Regions from separate parts of the Hordeum vulgare genome. Here region 1 is linked to region 2. Evidence: chromatin contacts called from public Hi-C data. All regions are on one chromosome and are shown on one strand. Each heading gives the region's core, a stretch centred on a gene start, on an enhancer-like site or on the middle of the called end of the contact. The rest is flanking DNA. Distances are from core to core; before and after follow the strand shown.

The links. Hi-C and Micro-C count contacts between places; a contact is called where the count stands out from the background.
Region 1: a Hi-C map of seedling shows a contact between it and region 2, with 2.7 times the contacts expected there. The contact joins two enhancer-like sites. A contact is called at or near these places in 2 of 6 Hi-C or Micro-C datasets (leaf and seedling).

The regions. Positions count from the first base shown.
Region 1 is chr7H:580,251,330-580,255,816 of MorexV3_pseudomolecules_assembly, forward strand. No RefSeq gene overlaps it. Among protein-coding and RNA genes, the nearest start is that of LOC123411766, 48 kb to the right of the region's middle. Within about 2 kb of position 1,817, at least 3 of the 3 cell types and tissues checked have open chromatin away from gene starts, as enhancers often do. A contact at or near this core is called in leaf and seedling, where this site is marked.
Region 2 is chr7H:579,893,447-579,898,150 of MorexV3_pseudomolecules_assembly, forward strand. No RefSeq gene overlaps it. Among protein-coding and RNA genes, the nearest start is that of LOC123412436, 24 kb to the right of the region's middle. Within about 2 kb of position 2,720, at least 3 of the 3 cell types and tissues checked have open chromatin away from gene starts, as enhancers often do. A contact at or near this core is called in leaf and seedling, where this site is marked.

The DNA of each region.
Region 1 (4,487 bases), core at 567-3,066, 360 kb after region 2:
GTAAAATGGCAAGTGGTGGTGTGGTGGTGCTAAAGTTTAGTCTCATACCGCTAGTTGAGGAAGAGTTGGACCTCTTTATATAGTGAGTTCTCCCCACCATTCTATGTATGTGTTGAGAACGGAAAGGAGAAGACCACACGCGCGCGCGCTCGCTCGCCTCGCCTCGCCTCTCCTGGCCGGGTCGGGCGGCGCGTACGTGCGACATGCGCGTGAATGGTCCGCCGAATTCCGATATGTTTCCTTGCGGGGGCACGGCTTCCTTTTGCCATTTTATTTTTATGTCTTGGCAGACAAGTTGAGAATTTCTTGTCCGGTAAGTATACGACTTGAAAACCAAGTCCGTTTGAGACGTGATCGCGACACGGTACCGACCTTGATCCTCCTATATATACTGCTTACCATGGCCGGCCAAAGATACACCAAAAACATCTAGGGTTTTGCCTCGTCTCACAATGTGTGCCGCCGTCGTAGTCTACCTCATCTCGAGCGTCCGCATGCACCGGCATGCGAGAGAGCAGGTCTCCGGAACCTTTCGTCCTTGCGATCCTGCATCGTAAGAGGACGAATTAGGTTTTTGGGAAGCGCTTTGCACGACTACTCAATGTCTTCACCAAGGGTCATCTATCGTCCAAGTCGGACGGTGCTACTCATCATCGTCCTCATCGCCATCAACAAAGGATCGTCGCCAACATCATCATCAACACAGTCACTCCTGCTGCAACTAACGAGCAATACGTTACTTATAATTTGTTAATGTTCACTGCTTCTTACGCGGTGATGTTGTGCATGTTCGGTTGCTCTTCTAGATTGCTAGAGTATTGCATGATACCTTTTCTTTTAGTCATGATTTATTTATTGAAATTAATCATGAACTTGCCTAATCTTCCAACATCCACTATAAGTCCATGCGGTGGTCAGCGTGTGACAAGCTAGCGACCGCGAGTTCCTTAGGTGGTCGGTGTGCAAGCGACACAGGGAGGAGCCGTAGGACCCAATTGTAATCTGAATTTTAGGTTTATGAGGCTTACACGGATCTTGTTGCAAATTTAACTACTCACATGTGGGCTTCATATTTGACCGGAAATCATTTATACACGATCTGTTCTACCGAGAAATAAATCATTCCCATTTCCTATTTGGGATCACAGTGTGAGTTAACATGCATTTTTGTTAACTGGTGCCTATGGCGTTCATAAATTGACCGGCCCATGTAGACACCTGTTGATGATTTTCTTAAAAAAATTCAATGAACTTTTTTTAAAATTTCAACGAATATTTTTTAAGCTTGATAAACATTTTTTTCTGAAAATCTATGAACCTTTTCTAAAATATTAAAATTCAATGAACTTTTTTTAATATCAATAAACTTTATTGAAATTTAATGGGTATATTTTTGAAAATGAATGATTTTTTGTAAAAATTGAGAAACTTTTATAAGGTTTATGAAAAAAATAATCAATGAACTTGTTTTAAAAATACATGAACTTTTTTGAATTTCTATGAACTTTTTCAAATTTCATAAAGTTTCTAAGGGTTTAATCAACTATTTCCAAATTGGACGAACATTTTTTCAATTTCAATGAACCTTTTTTCAATATGATGAACTTTTTCAAAATTGATGAACCTTTTTTAAAGATATGAACTTTTTTAAAGTGGATGAACCTTTTTCTTTAAATATTTAAACTTTTTAAAATTTTAAATTTTATTTTCGTAACAAATAGAAATATGGGCTTTTTTCCTACTGGGTCAACAGAAAAGGATAAAAAAAACTGGACAGCAAGCTAATGGGCCAGCCCATGCCAACGGCGCTGCAGGCGCCGGATCGCTAAGAGATGCATGCGCGCTGTATAGGTGCTCCCTAAAAACTCTTCTATACTTTTGTGATATACCTCAAAATAATTTTACAATACTAGATATTACGGTCTCTAATAGACTTGCTCTAACGATAACAAGCTTGTAGGAAAACGTTCATTCCTTTTAAGTGGGCTGCACTTCAGCCCACTTTTCACATGCTAGATTTTTCAAATATAAGTTAGTAATTCTTTTGCAAATTATAATCATAGTATATTTTGAATATAAGTGTTACAAATATTATATGTACAAATAAAAGAATAAAAAATCGTGTATTTTCTTAAAAATATTCACTTATTTACATGTTGATTATATTTAAAACATTTAGAGTAAGTACAAAAATATTCATTTTTTAGTAAATGTGAAAACATATACCTCATCGCTCATATTTAAATTATCAAAATTATGAATACATACATTTTTGTTAATTTTGAATAATTATGATTATCTTGAAATTATAAAAATTAGAAAAACAGAAATACTTATTTGTTTATATGATTTTTTGAAAAATAATTTTCTATATTTATAAGGCTTGGACATTTTGCTTTAACACGTAAATGTTTGAAGTTTCTTTTTATTACTATTATTAAAATATATGTACTTTATAGAAATACTAAAGAAGTAAAAATGAAAATGGGCTGCACAGACTGCAGCCTAATTAAACCATCAAAATTTGAGCGTTGTAGGGGAAATACACTTTGGTTTCTGGTTGTATATGCATTCTATATAAGGAATTTTTTTAATAATTAAATAAAAACCAAAAGTTTAGAATTATTTTTGGATTAAAGTTAACTTTATTTTGCACTAGTATATAAATTTCACAAAAACCCAACATTTTCTTCTAGGAAAAAAAGAAAAAAATTATTTGCTAATACAGGTCACTATTCACACTATTTTGACCGAAATTTTGTCTTTTTAAAAAGACGTCAAAGTGTATTTTTTATGGATTTTTCTCACAAGTACAATAGAAGGTCAAATTTATTTTAAAAATATCTCTAAAAAAATTTAATTTTTTTTAAATTTGCTTTTTTTTTCATATAAAATGTATATAGACCGAGAAACGAAATGTTTTCGTCCAACGTTGTAGTGGTTAGCGTCAGCATTTTGCTAGTGCTACGTCGCAATTTCGGCCTTGGCAGTGGCAGTTTTTTTCGCCATCCTTCCCTTATTCTGATATATGTGAGGTTTACTGGTCAAATAGACATATACTTCCTCCGTTTCTTTTTACTCAGCGTATAAGATTTAGTCAAAGTCAAACAACATAAAGTTTGACCAAATTTATATCCAAAAATATGAATATCTATTATATGAAAATTGTATAGTATGAAAATACATCTCTTGGTGCATTTGATAATATTGATTTCATATTGTGAATGTTGATATTTTTTAATATAAAATTAGTCAAACTTTATAAAGCTTGACTTTGATCAAACCTTATATACAGACTAAAAACAAACGGAGAAAGTATAAAGCAAGCTCGTTGTTCGAAATGTGTGTGACATCATGTGTGCATGCTAATCAAAATACGATGCCACATCATCACATTGTCTGTCTACGGATAAGATTATCATCATATTTATTTACACGCTCGTGCAAATGCAAGTTCTAGCTTCAGACACTAAAATAAATACCAATGACAACTTGACAAGTTCGAACATTCAATGGTATTGTCTCATCAAAAACAGGGGTGGACCCAGGAAAAAAGTTGAGAGGGGGCAAAAAAATTAACCATATTCATGAACCACCAAGGCAAAAGATTCCACATAAACTAAATCATGGGCGTAATCACTTCATTCTAGGCATGATATTAAAAGTCATTGAAAAGTGAGAGAAAACTAACCATTTGAGACAAAATGAATTACGTCAATATGAAAATATCTTAGTTCTAAAGTTGCGTAAGAGAACATCGCCACATTGTTGTAAGAATCAAATCTCCTACATAAAAGAAAAGAAACATTATTAAATCGAGGGACAATGAAAATATTGAAGAAGGACGATACTAAAAATTAGAAAATGAGATTTAGCCCATTACCTTTCATTTCATCCCACGGCAACACCTTTCACCGCATGAAAACATATAACTACCACTTCATTGCGAATTTTGTTCACCAATTCTTTTTTGACAAAGTGGATGAGGCTATGGTTCATAAAATCATCAAGTACTGCTTGTGTCCTCATCCTGATGCTGATTACGATTGTAACTACAATCCTCTTCCTTTTAGATGTATCTCTAAGAAGCTTCTCCAAATAAACTATTTCATGCATTTTTAAAATTATTGATTTCTGAAAACACACCTCTCCATTAGCTTTCCTGCAACTTTAAGTACCGTAAACTAAATGTTAAATGAGTTGTCAAATTGGTATACTTGGTATACGAAGACAAAGTGTGCTAGGAAGTAGGAAGTAGAAATATATTATTTGGACTACCCATTGATTGTAAGTACAAAGTTTCATACTTAATTTATATGTTATTATAGGAAATAATATTTGAATTGACCTAAGCTAGCATCTAAATTGGTAGATTATACATATAAGTTTATGTTTTCTAACACAGAAATTAAAGAACAAAAACTTTGGAAAAAGAAAACACTAGAGGACTTATACGGCTTACCTTAATGTCAATTAGAACTAAGGAA
Region 2 (4,704 bases), core at 1,470-3,969:
ATGGATCAATTACAATTCATTTGGCATGGTAAATTAGGAGGGGGCTCTCGACTACGGTGACGAAGTAGAACAAGGTGTTAGTGTGTCTCGAGGAGCAGAATCGGCGACGAACGGGTAAACCATATTTAACACTTTTTGGCCGGTTTATATTGTTTTTCTTAGAAGGCACACACCCTTCCATGTTGCTTTTCTAATGGCCTGACCATCTATTATACCCTACACCAAACCGGTTTTGTGAAGCACTAAAAGCTTCCGACCAGGTTTTTTCTTTGTTTTTGCCGGATTTTTTATTCATTTCTTTTTTTTCCTTTTCTTTTTTCTTTTTTCCTTTTCCCCTTCTGTTTTTTTTCCTTTTAAATTTCATGCACACTTTTTTCAAAACATGGTCTTTCTTGAAAATTGCAAACAAGAATTAAATATTTGAAGTTTTCTCAACTTCATCAACCTATTTCAAATGGATGAACTTTTTTCAGATTCATGAACTTTTTTGGATTCATCAACATTTTACTAATTCGTGTTATTTCTTAAAAATTGCCAAAAAATATAACATGTTATCAAGTTTTATTAAAATTGTAAAAAATTTACAATTTCACAGATATTTTTACAAAATGAATATACAAAAAAATTAATTGATAAAAAGTCAGAGTTATATTCTCCTGAACTAGTACATTACATCTTGCGATGAGTTTTCTTAGTAAAATGAGCGCGTGCGACCTGCACGCACCCACTCGCGCGCTAGGCATTAGTATGGCCCGCCCCATTTTCCATTTTGTTTCTTTTCCTTTTTTGCTTTTTATTTTTCTTTTAGTTTTTCTATTTTTTCCTTTCTATGTCCCTTTTTCTTTTATTATTTTTCTTCTTTAACTTTCTCTTTTTTGTGATTTTATTTTCAAATTAGTGAACACTTTTTTGTTCATCAAATCCTAACAATGTACATCAAATTCAGAAACACAATCATCAGGTTCAAAAAATTATCATCAAAATCCAAAAATTGTTCATCAAGTTAAAAATATATTAATCAACTTCTAATTTTTTTCATAAATTTAAAAAATATTCATCGGAATAAAAAAAATTATCATTTGTCAAAACAATGTATTTGAATAAAAAATTACCCATCAAGTTAAAAAAGTGTTCATCGTATTCAAAATTTGTTCATGATATTCAAAATGTCCATCACTATTAAAAAGGGCTCTAAAATTGTTCATCAAAATAAAAAAGTTTTCACTAAATACAAAAAATGGTCATTCTTTTGAAATCATGAACATTTTTTGAACTCAGTGACTATTTTTGACAATTCACAATTCACACTTTCTGGAAACTCCCGAATAATTTTAACATAGAATAAAACAATAACCGAAAATAAAAAGAAAAGGTGTAATTGAAAAAAAAAGGGGGCGTCCAGCCCCACAAATGGGTCGGCCTTGCACGACCCCTGTCGCACATTGGCCATATAAGAGGTCCCGTGAATGTGAATTACTTGTAATAGCATCTTCAAAAGATTTTCATGCATTCAAAAATGTATTCGCAATACAAAAATGTTTCTGATTTCCAAACATGTTCATGATTTCTGAAAATATTCAAGAATTCAAAAAATGTTTGCGCTTTCACCATTTGTTTGTGGATATGACCATTTCAATATTATTTCAAGAAATAGAAAAGGCCTCCAGATTTTAAAAAACTTTTGGATATTTGAAATACATGGGACGGATTGAATAATAATAATAATAATAATAATAATAATAATAATAATAATAATAATAATAATAATGAAACTAAAAAGGTCAACCAGAAAAATGTAATACCTAGATAGCTACTACAAGTCCATTGTTCTCGCTGGGCGATTCTCTACGGAGGAAATCCTGAAAGGAAAAATGAGCCACTGTGGAAACTGTATGGTCTACGCCTCCTGCTGCTGCTCCATGGTCGACCCCGACAGCTGGTTTGATGGCGTTGTCTGTCAATGACTCCTTCCTGAAAGATGATGGAACGACGTCGGCGAGCATGATTATCAGAAACGAGAAAGAGAAAATGCCGTTGGCAGCCTATCGCTATCTCTTTCATTGCAACGATCCACTCGAAGCCGAATTGCATGCGATCATGATGGGCATGGCCCTTGCCATTCAACACTTCGCCTCTCCAGTGGTGCTGCAATCGGATTCTTATGAAGCCTCTCCAGTCTTACCAATGATGCACTTCTCCGCTCGTCCTATGGTCATCTAGTGCTAGAGATCAAGGCTCTTCTTCGTGATAGGGAGTTTTATCCCCTGAAATTCATCGTACTTAAAATAGAGTTTTCGATCGATTGGCTAAATATAGCCGCTCTGAACGTGCCACGTCTGTGTGGCTGGGTTCAGTTCCTCCATATATTGAGGACTTGTGGCCTCTCGACTGTAACTCTGTTTCATGAAATGAAACTCCCTTTACCCCGTAAAAGGAAAAAATGTAATACATTGAAGAAAAAACCCACAAGAAATAAAAAAAATCTTTCCAAAATCACTAAAGTGTGAATTACCAAAGTTTGTGGAATTTCCAAAACCGTTAAAGTGGGACACAACTGGTGGCATAAACGATAAAACCCCTTCTAAACAAACAATCGATCGAGCCACACTGGTCAAACGAGTAAGACGCCACCACGTTGCCAAATGCGTAGGATTCCTCGATTCCAGTCAGGGAGTCCGATCAGTCAAAACTAGAAAAATGCCGAGTTAGGCTAGCGTCAACGTTGGCGCCATGAGTACAAATGGAAATGCCAAAGCCTTCGCTGTTCCTACATGCAGACCAGACAGTGAAGTGAAGGAGCGCGAGTTCCTCGTGACTTGGACGCCTCGGACAGTGAGTGTGAGTTCGTGCTCACCGCTCACGCAAGTTGACCATATTTTAGCATCCAATGCTTACACCATGATTCATGTACTGTAGTTTTGTTATCCCGGTGCGTTGACGCATCCGGCTGATTGGCTAGTGGACACGGGTAAGTTCAGGCTTCCCAGATTGCAACAGTCGACGAGTCAAAAATTTCTAGAGCGGACGGAGAGGACAGTGGTGGCTAGATCGCACCCAAAAGTTGAGGCCCTCTTTGGCAGTGGCAGAGAACACCGTTCTTTCTTTCCCCTGTCTTTTGTTTGATCCGTTCATACGCAGTTATGCTACTGTATATGCCAGCAGCCGCTCGCATCAACAGGTGGCTCCCGGTCGAGAGCATTGAACGGGACAACGACACTGCCTGCAGTGATGGAGCCCTGCCACTGCGTCGTACGTCGATGGGTAAATTCGTAGTGGGAGCGAGAGCCCAGATATGGCAATGGCATCAGCCGGTTTGGTCGGCGACGACCATGCTCCAGCTCCACCAATTCATTGCGACCGTTCCAAGTGCCAGCTCCGAACAAGATTCTCCCTACCCTCTACCTGCCATCCATCCTGGGATCAATGCGAACCAGCGACGCACTGCCCGTCTTTCGGTGTGCTCTTTCCGGTCGGGCGAGAAAGTTTCTTTATTTTCGTTTTCTGAGCTTTTCAAGTCCCCTTTTCAACTCTTGTGTATTTGATGGTTTCGGTTCATGCTTCATCACCGCAGGAGACGTGAAAAAACGACATCCCAAAGAGAGACAATAATATAAACTAAGTAAAACGTCGAAAATCACCCCGTGGATCGCTGGCTGGTGCCGCCCTCTTCTCTGCACGCACGTGCCTCATGGCCGCCATCATAATTTTTTACAAGTAGCCCATTGTTGCAATCGCTTGTCACAACAACACCTCTCTTGCAGGATTTTGATCTTTGAGACAAGTTCCTGCTCATGCTCCTTCCTGTTAAAAAGGAGAGAGATATTGATGTAATAATTGTTATATTGTTTAAGCCTCGTGTGCATATATATGGAAGTACAATGATTAACTTGAAATACACGACAATGTAGAACAAATCCTAGTCTATTTCATATTTTCTAATAATCAATATACTCAACACCTCCCCACAGTCATAACGGTAGCGATGCGGATGGTGAGACTCGAGAAGAATTCGAAGGTAAGCCAACGGACATCCCCCACAATCGTAACGGTCCATAAATCACGGAAGCTATGGTTGGAGCGGAAACCGACCACGTTTCTCAAGCAAGGCGGTAGCCCTTTGTGCTGTTGTCGAGATAGCCGAGAGCATAGGATGGTATAGCCATGGTCGAGGGAGCCGTGCGTCGAGGTGGCCGTGCGAACAACGTCGTGGTCGATATCGAGTCGGGATAGCCGGTGCCGTGGAAGTCGTCGCGAAGCCGCGGGCGCAAGGAGGCGCCGAGTTAGGGATGGGCGGAGTAGTGTCGTAGAAGTGATGCGTCAGGAAGGAGACGTAGTTGACGACGCGTCGCGCCCGGTTTGTTAAGCTCGGGGACACTTAGTGAACAAAGGCACGCATCGGTGTTGCGAGCATAGGGCATGCATAGACGGACAAAGACGATGTTGACGATTGCGTCGCTCCAGGTTGGCCAGGCGTGGGAACACACCGGGGACGAAGGCACACATCGGTGTTGTCAGCATCGAGCATGCGTAGATGAGGGACCTGCACAAGCTGTACGCCAAGTCAAGGAGTCGGAGGGGCCAGCAGAGAAGGAGACTCAAAGACGGTTGCAGCGCAAATCAGCGAGGGGGGCGATATCGCCCGCGGTGGTCGGAGCAGATGAAGTGGTCGGAGTAGACGATGGCGATGCTGGACGGATGACGAAA